Regions from separate parts of the Mus musculus genome. Here regions 1 and 2 are each linked to region 3. The links are chromatin contacts, called in public Micro-C and promoter capture Hi-C maps. All regions are on one chromosome and are shown on one strand. Each heading gives the region's core, a stretch centred on a gene start, on an enhancer-like site or on the middle of the called end of the contact. The rest is flanking DNA. Distances are from core to core; before and after follow the strand shown. Region 1 holds the start of Ripor1 (RHO family interacting cell polarization regulator 1). Region 2 holds the start of Hsd11b2 (hydroxysteroid 11-beta dehydrogenase 2). Region 3 holds the start of Gfod2 (glucose-fructose oxidoreductase domain containing 2).

Region 1 (3,641 bases), core at 229-2,728, 150 kb before region 3:
GAGTTCTGGGGAGGGGGGTCTGGAGAGATGGCTCCGCAGTTCAAAACATTGGCTGTTTTTTCCAGAGAACCTGGATTCAATTCCCAGCACCCACAGGCCAATCACTCACAATTGTAATTCCAGTACCAGGGGATCTGACATCCTCACACAGATATACATGCAGGCAAAACACCAATGCACATAAAATAAAACTAAATAAATTAAATAAAAAATAAAAAAAAAGAGCCCGGCAGTGGTGGCGCATGCCTTTAATCCCAGCACTTGGGAGGCAGAGGCAGGTAGATCTCTGGGTGATCTCTGGGTGTTTGAGGCCAGCCTGCTCTACAGAGAGAGTTCCAGAACAGCCAGGGCTACATAGTGTTAGACCCTGTGTTTAAAAGAAAAAAAAATCCTGGGAAAGGGATGGGGGCATTCACAAGGGCATCCAGGGCTCTGGAACAAGCAAGTGTTCTGGGGGAAAAGCCTGGAGGGTTGAGAAAGAGGCTGAGGGTGTCTCTGGAAAGAGCCTAGGGGGATGAAGATGTTGGTATTCCAGAATCCTACCATATCGGGTTGTTGAGACCTACGCTCAGGATCAGTGTCAGGCTCAGAAATTCAGGCACCTCTTAAAATCCATCAGACCACCCCTGAGTATGCCTGACCTACCTCAAAAGATGAGATGTTGCAGGAAACAGGAACGCCAAGAGGTGGAGGATAGGGACAGGGGGTTGGAGAGAGCTAATAGCATCTGGTTAATAATGGGAGGGGTAGGGGATTGGAGTCAGCTTGTTGGTCAGGCCAGCTCTCTGTTACACCATAACTCATTTTTGCCTTTGACCCCCATGGCCAATGTATGTTCCCAGTACGCATACCCAGACCTTACCAGGTTAGTCACTTATATCCCAGAAACAAAATCTGTAACTCCCCAGAAAGCAGTACCCGCTGAGTGGTTACACGCTTGCCTGGCCTAGCTATGAGCCCTATTTATAAGGAAGACGTTGTCGAAAAGGCTCTCTGATCCTACAGCGGGAAACTGAGGCTGGCTGAAAAAGTGGGAAGGGATGAGGGGCAGAACTTCAACCCAGAAGGTGTGCGACGGTTAGGCCAGATTCTGGTTCCCTTATCTAAGCCTCTCCAGACCCTAAGCACTTCCTCCAACCACCCCAACTTTCCGTGTCAGCTCCAAGAACCTGTTTATGGTGACAGGAAGGGAGCCTGAGGTCTTTAGAGCTGCAGAGATCTGGGTAAGAGGCAAGTAGGAGGGGTTCCCTAGCGCCCCCTACCCCAGATTTAAGGTCTGCATGCAGTTCCCAGGAAGCTGTCCGGTTCCCGCAGACACCTTCGCTCTCCCTTCGCTCTCCCTTTCCACAAGCTGGTTGACACGGTAGGCAGACCACTCTGCCGGGTAACTCGCGAAGGCGGAGCGAGCTGTGGGCGCCCCTTCGGGGTGCGGGAGCCGGAGGGGAGCGCAGGAGGTGGGGCCCAGAGGGGCGGGGCGGGGCGGCGGAGAGGAGGGAGGGGCAGGCGCCGGCCGCGGCGACAGCGGCAGCTGCAGCGCGAGCAGGCCGGGCAACGCCGAGAGTACCGACAGCGCGAGGTCCTTGCAGCCCAGCGCAGCCATGTGAGTGTCCGCGCCGTTTCCTAAGGCCGTGGCGGGGAGAAGGGGCGAGCTGTGGATCCCGTGCGTCCTGCACCCGCGCCGCCCATCGGCTCCCGGACTTGCGACCGGGTCCCGCCTCACCCCGTTCTCGCGACCCGGATCGCGCCGTGTCTTTTCTCCCCACCCCCACCCCCACCCCGGGCACGGAGAACGCAGCTTCGCCCCACAAAAGCCGCCGCCTCCGGCTCTGCCGCGCCCGCCGCCTCCTCCCTTCCCTTCCGCGCCCAGGCCGCCACGGCAGTGCCCCGGGGCTCCACTGTGGGCAGGCCCGAGGGCGAGCCTGAGACGCCTTTCTGGGCCTGGGATTGGCTTTATCCTGGAGCCTGCGGTGCGGCAGAGGCTGATCTGGGAATGGGAACGGGGCGACAGGGTGCAGGAGACCCCCTAGATGAGCTAGCTAGTGTTCCTGGCCCTGGTCGACCTAAGCTGCTTTGGGGCCAGGCCCGAGGTGACTGAAGACTGAATTTGCCCGAGGCCACACTCTCCACCCAAACCGAAGCTGAAGCTGGAGAAGGTCGTTTTGGCGGCGGTCGACAGACCCTGTCCCTGGAAATGGAAGCTGCTATGGGGACTCAGCAAACAGTCAGAACTAAGCATCCTGTAGAACTGGTTTGGGGAAGGGGTTGTTCAACCAGGGCTAGAGCCCCGGCTATGTCAGCTTTTAGGACCCTCTGTCCTCCTATCTTAAGTTAAGTCTGAGTGTGACCTCTCTTACCGGCCCTTCCAAATCATTTCTGATGTGCGTGCAGGCTGGTCTCGTGTGTAAAATCTAATACAATAATAACGGTGTCCTGGCCACCGTCTATGTGGCTGCGTGCGTCTTGGACCTGCACATTCGACTGACATGCAGCCTTCTGAGAAGGTGTATGACCATCTGGCAGATGTAAATACTGGGCCAGAGAGGTTAGCAGCATTTTCAAGGTCACACAGCTGGGTTGGGAAGAAGCAAGAATTCACTATCCACCTCTCTAGTATTGACAGTGGGGGTTGGGAGCACTACAGCCGGACAAGGACTGCCAAGGCTCCCTCGTCTACCTCCCACACAGTCCTGGGCCCTGTGGGCAGCAGAGCGAGATGAGCAGTCCCTGGGCCTGGGTTTGGGTGGGAGGGAGGGGAGCGCACAAGGCGTTTGGACTAGGATCTGCCTAGGTGGAAAACCAGGCGAGGAGGGCGAGAGTGAGTCAGAGCGTTCCCAATCCGCCACCGCTGGGACTCGCGACCTAGCCAGACCTAGCCGGGGGAGGCTGTCCAGCTCCCAGAACGCGGCGGGACAGGGAATGTGACCAGCTGACCAGGGAGGAGGCTGGCAGGAAGTGAGGCCACTAAGTAGTCTCCACCCGGTTCCGGGGTGGGGTGGGGGTCTTAGGCCATAGCAGGCCCCCCTCCCCTTTTCAGTGGCAGTTCTGGTTGGCGGCTGCCAGATGACGTCAGCAACTAGGTTTGGGGCAGTTGCCATGGAGACAGGGACAGGCTTTTGCGCGCGACCCCCTTCTCCCTTGCAGCCACCCTTTTGCCTGGGTTATTTATAGCTTCTGTTTACCTCAGTCTACTGTAGCCCTACAGCTGAGTCGGGCTGGACCTAGAGACTCGTGGAGAGGCTGTAGCTAGTGTGGTGTGCGCTAGGTGAACAGTACTATTGGTCTTACTTTCCGCCCCATGCTGGTGGTTTTGTCCTGGCACACAGGAACGATCGGGAGGTCTATGGAAAGTGGGTTCGTGCAGGCAATTAAGATTCCATTCGCTGTCGAGCTGCACGCCTCATAACCTTTGGGACTTGATTCTTTATCGTTTCCAGAACTCACCTGAGTTGGCAGGAGCTGAGACTTCTCTTAGCAGCCAGCACCTACCAGTTGAGATAGTTCCTCTCCCTTAGCTCCAGGTAGGGGTGAGGATGGGGGGCGGGGGAGGCGGTGTTAGCCCTTTCTGTCCAACAGGGAAGGAGATTCTGCCTCTCCCAGAAGTGAGCAGTCAGATGTACGTTCTCTATGGCCATTTAATGGCA
Region 2 (3,390 bases), core at 812-3,311, 240 kb before region 3:
GTTCCACCTGAAGAAGTATTTGTTCTAGAAGCATCCTACTCAAAGACAATTCCCTCCACCCATCTACTCTCAGCCAGTCTCCCTCTCTCCCTGTCCTGGGTTTCCCCAGGTACTTCATGGGACTAGGGTAGAGCCCTGCTTCCCATTCTCCCCACCTTGCTCTCTTGTGTCTATTTCTTGCTCTGAGAACTGGTGTGTGTGTGTGGCGGGGGAAGCTTGACTATTCCCCCTAGGACTCTGCTTTCTCTCTCTCTCTCTCTCTCTCTCTCTCTCTCTCTTTTTCCTACCTTAGGGAAAGTACTTAAAGTGGCTGAGGCTGGAAAAACTGTAGCTGGATTCTAAGGAGGATAACTTAGTTAAAGCAAGGCATGTCATTCATTTCTTGACCTGGACAATTGACTCAGAACAACCGGAGTCAGTGGGTTTAGAAAAGGATTGTTTCTCTGAGTTCCTAGAAGCAAGAAGAGGAGACAGAAGCTATAGGAAGCACACGTAGCACATACACACTTATGTGCAAGCACACATAAGGTCATACATGACACAGGGCATAGAACCCCATAGACACAGATATAAAAGAACTCAAAGCCACACACCCAAGGTCAGGGACACACAGCTTACTCAGGCAAGTCCTGACACCCAGGCCAGGGTTCCACCATTGTCCATATTTATAGACAGAGGATGGGTGGATGGAAACACACGAGTGACTCTGAGTGGGGACAGAGGAGTGACTCTGAGTGGGGAACAGGGGTCTTCATGCAGAGTTCTTCCTCTCAAGAGAGTCTGGACACCAGCTCCTTCCCGAAGAGTTCACTGGCTCTTCAGGAACCCACACCCGGATGGAAGGGAGGGCTTTGAGTGTTTACATGAAACACTGGACCGGATTCTGGATACAGGGAAGAGAATGAACCGCAGGACAGAGAGCTGTGATAAGGAATCTATGACCCTCTCAGGACCTAGAAAGGATAGAGATGAGGAATGGGGAGGTGTGTGTGTCAAGGGGGGAAGGTCTGGGGGTTCACAGACGTAGGGATCTCCACAGCTCGGCTTTGCTCCTCGCTCTGCACTTAACCCCCAGTGCCTGCCAGAGCCCTGGCATGCATGTTAGGCACAGGTTGCCAGACACGGGGGTGGCGCAGGGTGCCAGGCCACACACAAACAAGGACCTTCATACACACAGGGAGGGAAATGCACCCACACACTACTTAATTCATCCCCTGGGGACTCAGTGTAGCAGATCAGGGACCACCCTGTCCTGACCCTTCTCCCAGGTCTTCCCATTAACTGGTTCCTGGGGAGGGGGTAGATGAAGCTAAAGAAAAAAGGAGACCTTGATGCCTTCATTGACCTTTCCATCTCTGTCTTTCTCTGTGTGTTTCTGTCTCTCTGTATGTATGTCTCTCTCCTCCTCCTCCTTCCTCTCCCTCCATCCCCAGTTCTAGACTATGGAAGAAAATGAAGTGAAACAGAACCCCCCTTCTCTCCTAGCTGTGGCTGAGAACTACCCAGGTGAGAGTGCACATTTGGGCGTGTGTACCAGGGACCTAAGGCCATGCCTGGCACTGCATGCGGGGGCGGGTGTGGCTGGCAGCAGACTCTGGCTGCTTCCATGCAGTGTTCTGGAAGTCATGGCAGTCACAGCCACAGCAATGTGGAATACTTGAATGAAAGTTGGTGGTGGTGGTGCTGATGTTGGTGGTATGTGTGTGTTAAGTATCCCTGAGGAAGCGTGAGCAGGATGTGCACTCCTGAGCTCGGAGGCTCAGAGTCCTTGGCATGCCAATAGGCGCACAGGAGTGAATGAGATGTAAGGCACAGGGTTGGGCAGACTGGCCCTTTCCCGGGCGAAGCTGGCGACTGACGGCTCCGCCTCATGCAACTTGGGGACTTTGTTCCGGCTTCTTCGAAAACGGATCTAGACAGGGGGGCTGGGCGGGGGGGCACCTGCCTGGCGTGGGGTGCTAAGATAGAAGTGGAGGAAAGCCCCACCCTAGCCCCGCCTTCGCACCGCCCCAACCCCGCCCCCAGGGCGCTTTATAAGCTGGGTCCGAGGACCCCGCAAAGAAAGCGAGTATCCCTCCCACCCCAGGCCGGTGTTCCTCTGCATTCCGTGTCCTAGCCTCGAGTCCCTCTCGGCGCTCCCCAACCAGGCCCCCGCCCCGCCCCAGCCCGGCCCCGAAGTCATGGAGCGCTGGCCTTGGCCGTCGGGCGGCGCCTGGCTGCTGGTGGCTGCCCGCGCGCTGCTGCAGCTGCTGCGCTCAGACCTGCGTCTGGGCCGCCCGTTGTTGGCGGCACTGGCCCTGCTGGCTGCTCTCGACTGGCTGTGCCAGCGCCTGCTGCCCCCGCCGGCGGCACTCGTGGTGCTGGCTGGTGCTGGCTGGATCGCGTTGTCCCGCCTAGCGCGCCCTCCTCGCCTGCCGGTGGCCACTCGCGCGGTGCTCATCACCGGTGAGTGTGCAGAGCGCAGGGACTCCAGGCTGGAGGGCGGGACCGCACACCTAGAGGGTTTCCCTTGGGCGCCATCAAGGGGAACTCCGCAGCTCAGACGTAAGAGTCCTTCTCTAAACGCAAGAAAGTGAGCCAAGTAGGAAGCTCCGGGCACCTCACCAAGTCTGGGTTAACTACCTGCGACCGCGAGGATTATTGGTGAGAAAGTAGAGAGTGGGCAGGTGCTCAAAGGAAACTAGTGACTGAAAGAGGAGAAACTTAGTTTATGCTGAGCTCCTTAAGAGATCAGGTGTGGAGCAGAAGACAGTACTTTAGGGGACTTCAGAAGACCCGAGACGGGGATAATGCCATCTCTTGAACTCTGCCTGACATCCCCCACATCACTAGAACACAGTATCTGCTATTCTCTGGGGGCAGAGTGCTTAGATGGTGAGTTCTGCTCCCCGACCTCCTCTGGCTGGAATCCTTGGAGTTCAGAACCGCCTGAGTTCACAGCAGCTGGAGAGTAGCTGCTTCTTAGATCCAGCTACCCACTGCCAAAACTGCAGCCGCCTGCAGTCTACACCTAACACCTCATCCTGCCCAGCCCTGGGTGCCCAGGAAAGGGTCCTCAGAGAGCTGGACTCAGGTGTCTCTAGTGCCTGCCTGTGCTTTCTTTGTCTGGAGCAGGGAATAAATCTGTCATCAGGAGGGAAGGGGAGGGGAGGGGGGCTGCAGACCCAGCAGGAAATGGGGAGGGGGAGGAAGGCCAGGGGGCATTGGTCCATTGCATGGGGGGAGGGGCAGCTGTTTCTCCCCCAACCACCATGGCTTCTTGGAGGTCTTGGTCCTTTATGGGTGGTCTGCATGATAGGATAGGGCCGGGAGACTTTAGGAGGAAATCCTTGAACTGGACCTTGGAGGGAGTTGGGTAGTGACAGGTGGAATCTGAAAGGTGTCTTGGAT
Region 3 (3,794 bases), core at 216-2,715:
AAAAATCTCCACTTCTGGGCTCCAAAACATGTTTTCAATTCTAGTCCTAAAGAGTTAATTTTCTCGATTTCTGTAAAATGGGTGTCCTGCAGCTTTTGTGTTCTCTGGTGTAGTTTTTCAGGAGGAAGTGAGTTTCCTATCACAAACAAATCTAGCTTCCCCTACTCAAAGACAATCATCTTCTCTTTACCACTTCATATCATACGGGCTGTTTCTTTCAACTGAATGGTCTTCCATTAAGAAGTCTTTGTGCGCGGGCAGTGGTGGCACACGCCTTTAATCTCAGCACTCAGGAGGCAGAGGCAGGTGGATTTCTGAGTTCGAGGCCAGCCTGGTCTACAGAGTGAGTTCCAGGACAGCCCGGGCTACACAGAGAAACCCTGTCTCGAGGGGGGAAAAAATAAAAAAGTCTTTGTGGCCACAAATCATAAAGTTAGTGCTGCGGCCGGTTTTCATTTCTTTCTCATGTACTCTTTACTTAGCAGGACACTGGGAGCAAGGAACATAAGTGTAAGATAACTTCCTTGCTGTCTATCCAACGCAATTTTATACCTTTACATTTCCGTCCTGTTCTTTAGATTCTGAGGCAGTCCGGAAGGCAAACTGTCCTCATGGCCATTCACCAATGCCCATCTCTCCAGGCATGTCTTTCCTCACCAGGGCTGTAATAAAGCCCTGACAGAAACACCTCATCTCATCTTTTGTTTCCACAAGTCCATCCGTTTGTTTGTTTGTTTGTTTCCTGAGCTACAAAAGCAGGCCATGGCCAACCAGGCACTCAGGCAGGGCTGGCAGGGTAAATCAAATGCTTCTAGGATGTTCCTTTTTCAAGCTTTTACCTGAACACCAGTTTCTTACATACTTTCTGCCTCAAGTGCAATCTCATTTTTCAATAGCTAGTAAGGCGACGAGTCCTTTGTCTGAAGTGTCCACACCTCACAAATCCTCATCCACAAAGCGCCCATCCTCACTCAGGTAATGGGGTGATCTGCTCCGCAATGGGCGGGGTAGCCTAGGGTTTCACATCTTTATGGGGATGGGTTAGGTTCAAGCAAGATCCTTACAGGATCCAAAATTCTGCGTCCGAATGTAGCAGGTCCCATCTCCGAGGTGGAGAAAACGAACCTCGGAGCGACCTCGTACTCAATGCCGTGCACACACTGGCATTTAGCACAGCCCTCCTCCAGCCAGGGCCCCCGCGTATACTCGCTTCCAACCTCCGGAGCCGGGCGGCGGCAGAGGCCGGGCCAGCGCCCGCTCCCGGCCGCGCCATGCCCTCTTTCACCCTCGCCCGCCGCCGGCTGCCTCTCACCTGGCATGCTGGCATTGCCCGCCCAGAGCTGCACGAGAGACCATGGATCCGGAGGGGTTTCCGAGGCCGTCCGCCTGCCCTGAGGGAGGCTAGTGCGGATGCGCGCGCGCCGGAATCCAAAGCACCGATACCGGGAACACGCCGCCTGGTTTCTAAGGAACAGGGGTCTCTGGTACGGAGGGGCGGGGCGGCAGGAGGACAGCGCATGCTCAGTGATGGGAGGTGGACCCGCGGGAGGCGGGGCCGGGATGAAGAGCTGCGCATGCTCGCGCCTTGGGGGTGGTGCTTGGGAAACCTTCAGGGAGCCTATTGCTGTCAAGTTTTCGGTGGTAGATGTGTTGATGGTAGCTGTGCTTCCAGCTTCGGGCGCTCTCAGATTTGCCAACCGGCCTCAAGAATGTAGATAGATGCTTTAGAGTGTTTCCTGGAATGAAGGTCTCGACAACGACCTATGTAGAAGCACAGGTATCTCCAACTGGTCGGATTTCTTTTTTGTTCGTTTTTTTTTTTTTTTTTTTTTAGTTTGTTTGTTTGTTTTTTGTTTTTTTTTCGAGACAGTGTTTCTCTGTATAGCCCTGGCTGTCCTGGAACTCACTTGTAGACCAGGCTAGCCTCGAACTCAGAAATCCGCCTGCCTCTGCCTCTTCCTCTGCCTCCCAAGTGCTGGGATTAAAGGTGTGCGCCACCATGCCGGGCCTGGTCAGATTTCTTGACAGGAAAGATTGGCTTTCGTGTTTGCTCAGGTGTCTGGTCTCTTTCTCTGGGTGTTCTTTAGTTGTTCTTTAAACGTCGTTTCTCTTTTAGGCTGTAATCTGAAGTTCCCCTGACCTCCTTATGGAGCCTGTGTTCTCCCAGGGAAATACATCTTGTAATGAGGTCAGCCTTAGTTTTACAGTGAAGCCGGTTGACTTCAGTGTGAAATTGGCTCTGTAGAATGTGACTGGGTTGGTTTTTTGTTTATGTATGTGTGTGGGAAGACTCTCTTGGTTACTTCTTAGTTGCAAAAAGGGAGGCTCCCAGTCCTCATCCCACAGCAAGCTGGAGAGATAGACTATGCCTGCTGACCTGAGGGGGTTCTGTGACCCTTTATCAGTTGTAGGACTTGCCACCATTACCACTTTGTCTCTACCCCTGGCAACTTCCAGAGTGAAACAAAATCTTAACTTTGAATCCTCTTCTTCAAATGGGCCTTTGTCTCCTGTCCATTGGAGACAAAGGATCAGAGTTAAAAATAAAAAGTGGATGTGCTGGGCTGGAGAGGTGGCTCAGTGGTTAAGAACACTGACTGCTCTTGCAGAAGACCAGGGTTCAGTTCCCAGCAACCACATGGTGGCTCACAGCCATCTGTAATGGGATCTGATACACTCTTCTGGTGTGTCTGAAGACAACAACAATGTACTTGTATAAATAAAAATATCTTTTTTAAAAATTGGATGTACTTTTTTTTATTTCTTGACCATGGTAATTCTTAGATCAAGGTTTTTCAGTAGGGATACTACTGTCATTTGAAGCATGATAGTTTTTTGTTGGCTAGAGCCTTTTGCTATAGGATGCTTAACAGTATCCTTGGCCTCTACCCAGTAGACGTCATTTGCATACAACTCCAGTTGTGTCTACCAAAAGTTACTTATCTGATTTCCCATTTCTTCCTCATTAACTCTTCCTTAAGAATTGTAGCTGGCTGGGCGGTGGTGGGTGGTGGCGCACACCTTTAATCCCAGCACTTGGGAGGCAGCGGCAGGTGAATTTCTGAGTTCGAGGCCAGCCTTGTCTACAGAGTGAGTTCCAGGACAGCCAGGGCTACACAGAGAAACCCTATCAAAAACAAAAAAAAACAAAACCAAACAAAACAAAAATAAAAGCAAACCTTTTCTAAGAACATATCACCTTCAGTAAACCTACCTCCAGTAACTTAGCCACCACCTGCTTCCTTTTTCTTTTTGTAACATTTTTTATTTTATTTTATTTTATTTTTTTTTTTTTTGAGACAGAGTTTCTCTGTGTAGCCTTGGCTGTCTTGGCACTCACTTTGTAGCCCAGGCTGGCCTCAAACTCAGAAATCTGCCTGCCTCTGCCTCCCAAGTACTGGGATTAAAGGCGTGTGCCACCACTGACCAGCTTTTCTTGTAACATTATTAACCATCATAGTTGTTCTAATCAAAGCTTGTTTATTCACCAATTACCCATATTGTGCCAACATTTTTCTCCTGAGTACTTCTAACCCTCATTTTTCCCTGTGGGCTACGAGTCACACCCTAGTTAGCACCTTTATCTTTGTAGTCTTACCTCATGGTTGACATCAGCATAATTTACTGTATCCATTTTCTGCACAAAGCCCTGGTTTTGAGGATTCAGGAGACCCAGTCATACAAGACTCATGGAAGTACTTGTGGCCCTGTTTGCTTAACACTACTTATTCGTGCTATCATCCCCTAGTTCCAATGAATAGAAACATTGACCTTACCTTTTAAGGCTGGGAAGA

The links. Promoter capture Hi-C pulls out the DNA fragments that hold promoters and counts their contacts. A called contact is a pair of places that touch in the nucleus more often than the background predicts.
Region 1: a promoter capture Hi-C map of pre-B cells shows a contact between it and region 3, with 3 times the contacts expected there. The contact joins the promoter of Ripor1 here to the promoter of Gfod2 in region 3. A contact is called at or near these places in 6 of 39 promoter capture datasets (3T3-L1-derived adipocytes, the C10 cell line, the HPC-7 cell line and 3 more), 1 of 15 datasets of contacts at CTCF or cohesin (CD8 T cells), 3 of 484 Hi-C or Micro-C datasets (B cells, CD8 T cells and embryonic stem cells), 7 of 115 datasets of contacts at active chromatin or transcription factors (the 230-238 cell line, the SCID.adh cell line, bone marrow-derived macrophages and 2 more) and 4 of 9 other capture datasets (adipose tissue, liver, macrophages and 1 more).
Region 2: a contact with region 3 is called in a Micro-C map of embryonic stem cells, with 3 times the contacts expected there. The contact joins the promoter of Hsd11b2 here to the promoter of Gfod2 in region 3. A contact is called at or near these places in 3 of 39 promoter capture datasets (the 3T3-L1 cell line, hippocampal neurons and pre-B cells), 1 of 484 Hi-C or Micro-C datasets (embryonic stem cells) and 1 of 9 other capture datasets (pancreatic islet).

The regions. Positions count from the first base shown.
Region 1 is chr8:105,603,751-105,607,391 of GRCm38.p6, forward strand. It overlaps Ripor1 (RHO family interacting cell polarization regulator 1), which reads left to right and starts at 1,479. Exons shown (of 22, transcript NM_001081241.2): 1 at 1,479-1,600.
Region 2 is chr8:105,516,685-105,520,074 of GRCm38.p6, forward strand. Hsd11b2 (hydroxysteroid 11-beta dehydrogenase 2) reads left to right here and starts at 2,062. Exons shown (of 5, transcript NM_008289.2): 1 at 2,062-2,445. The coding sequence starts at 2,181.
Region 3 is chr8:105,757,142-105,760,935 of GRCm38.p6, forward strand. Gfod2 (glucose-fructose oxidoreductase domain containing 2) reads right to left here and starts at 1,466. Exons shown (of 3, transcript NM_027469.5): 1 at 1,313-1,466.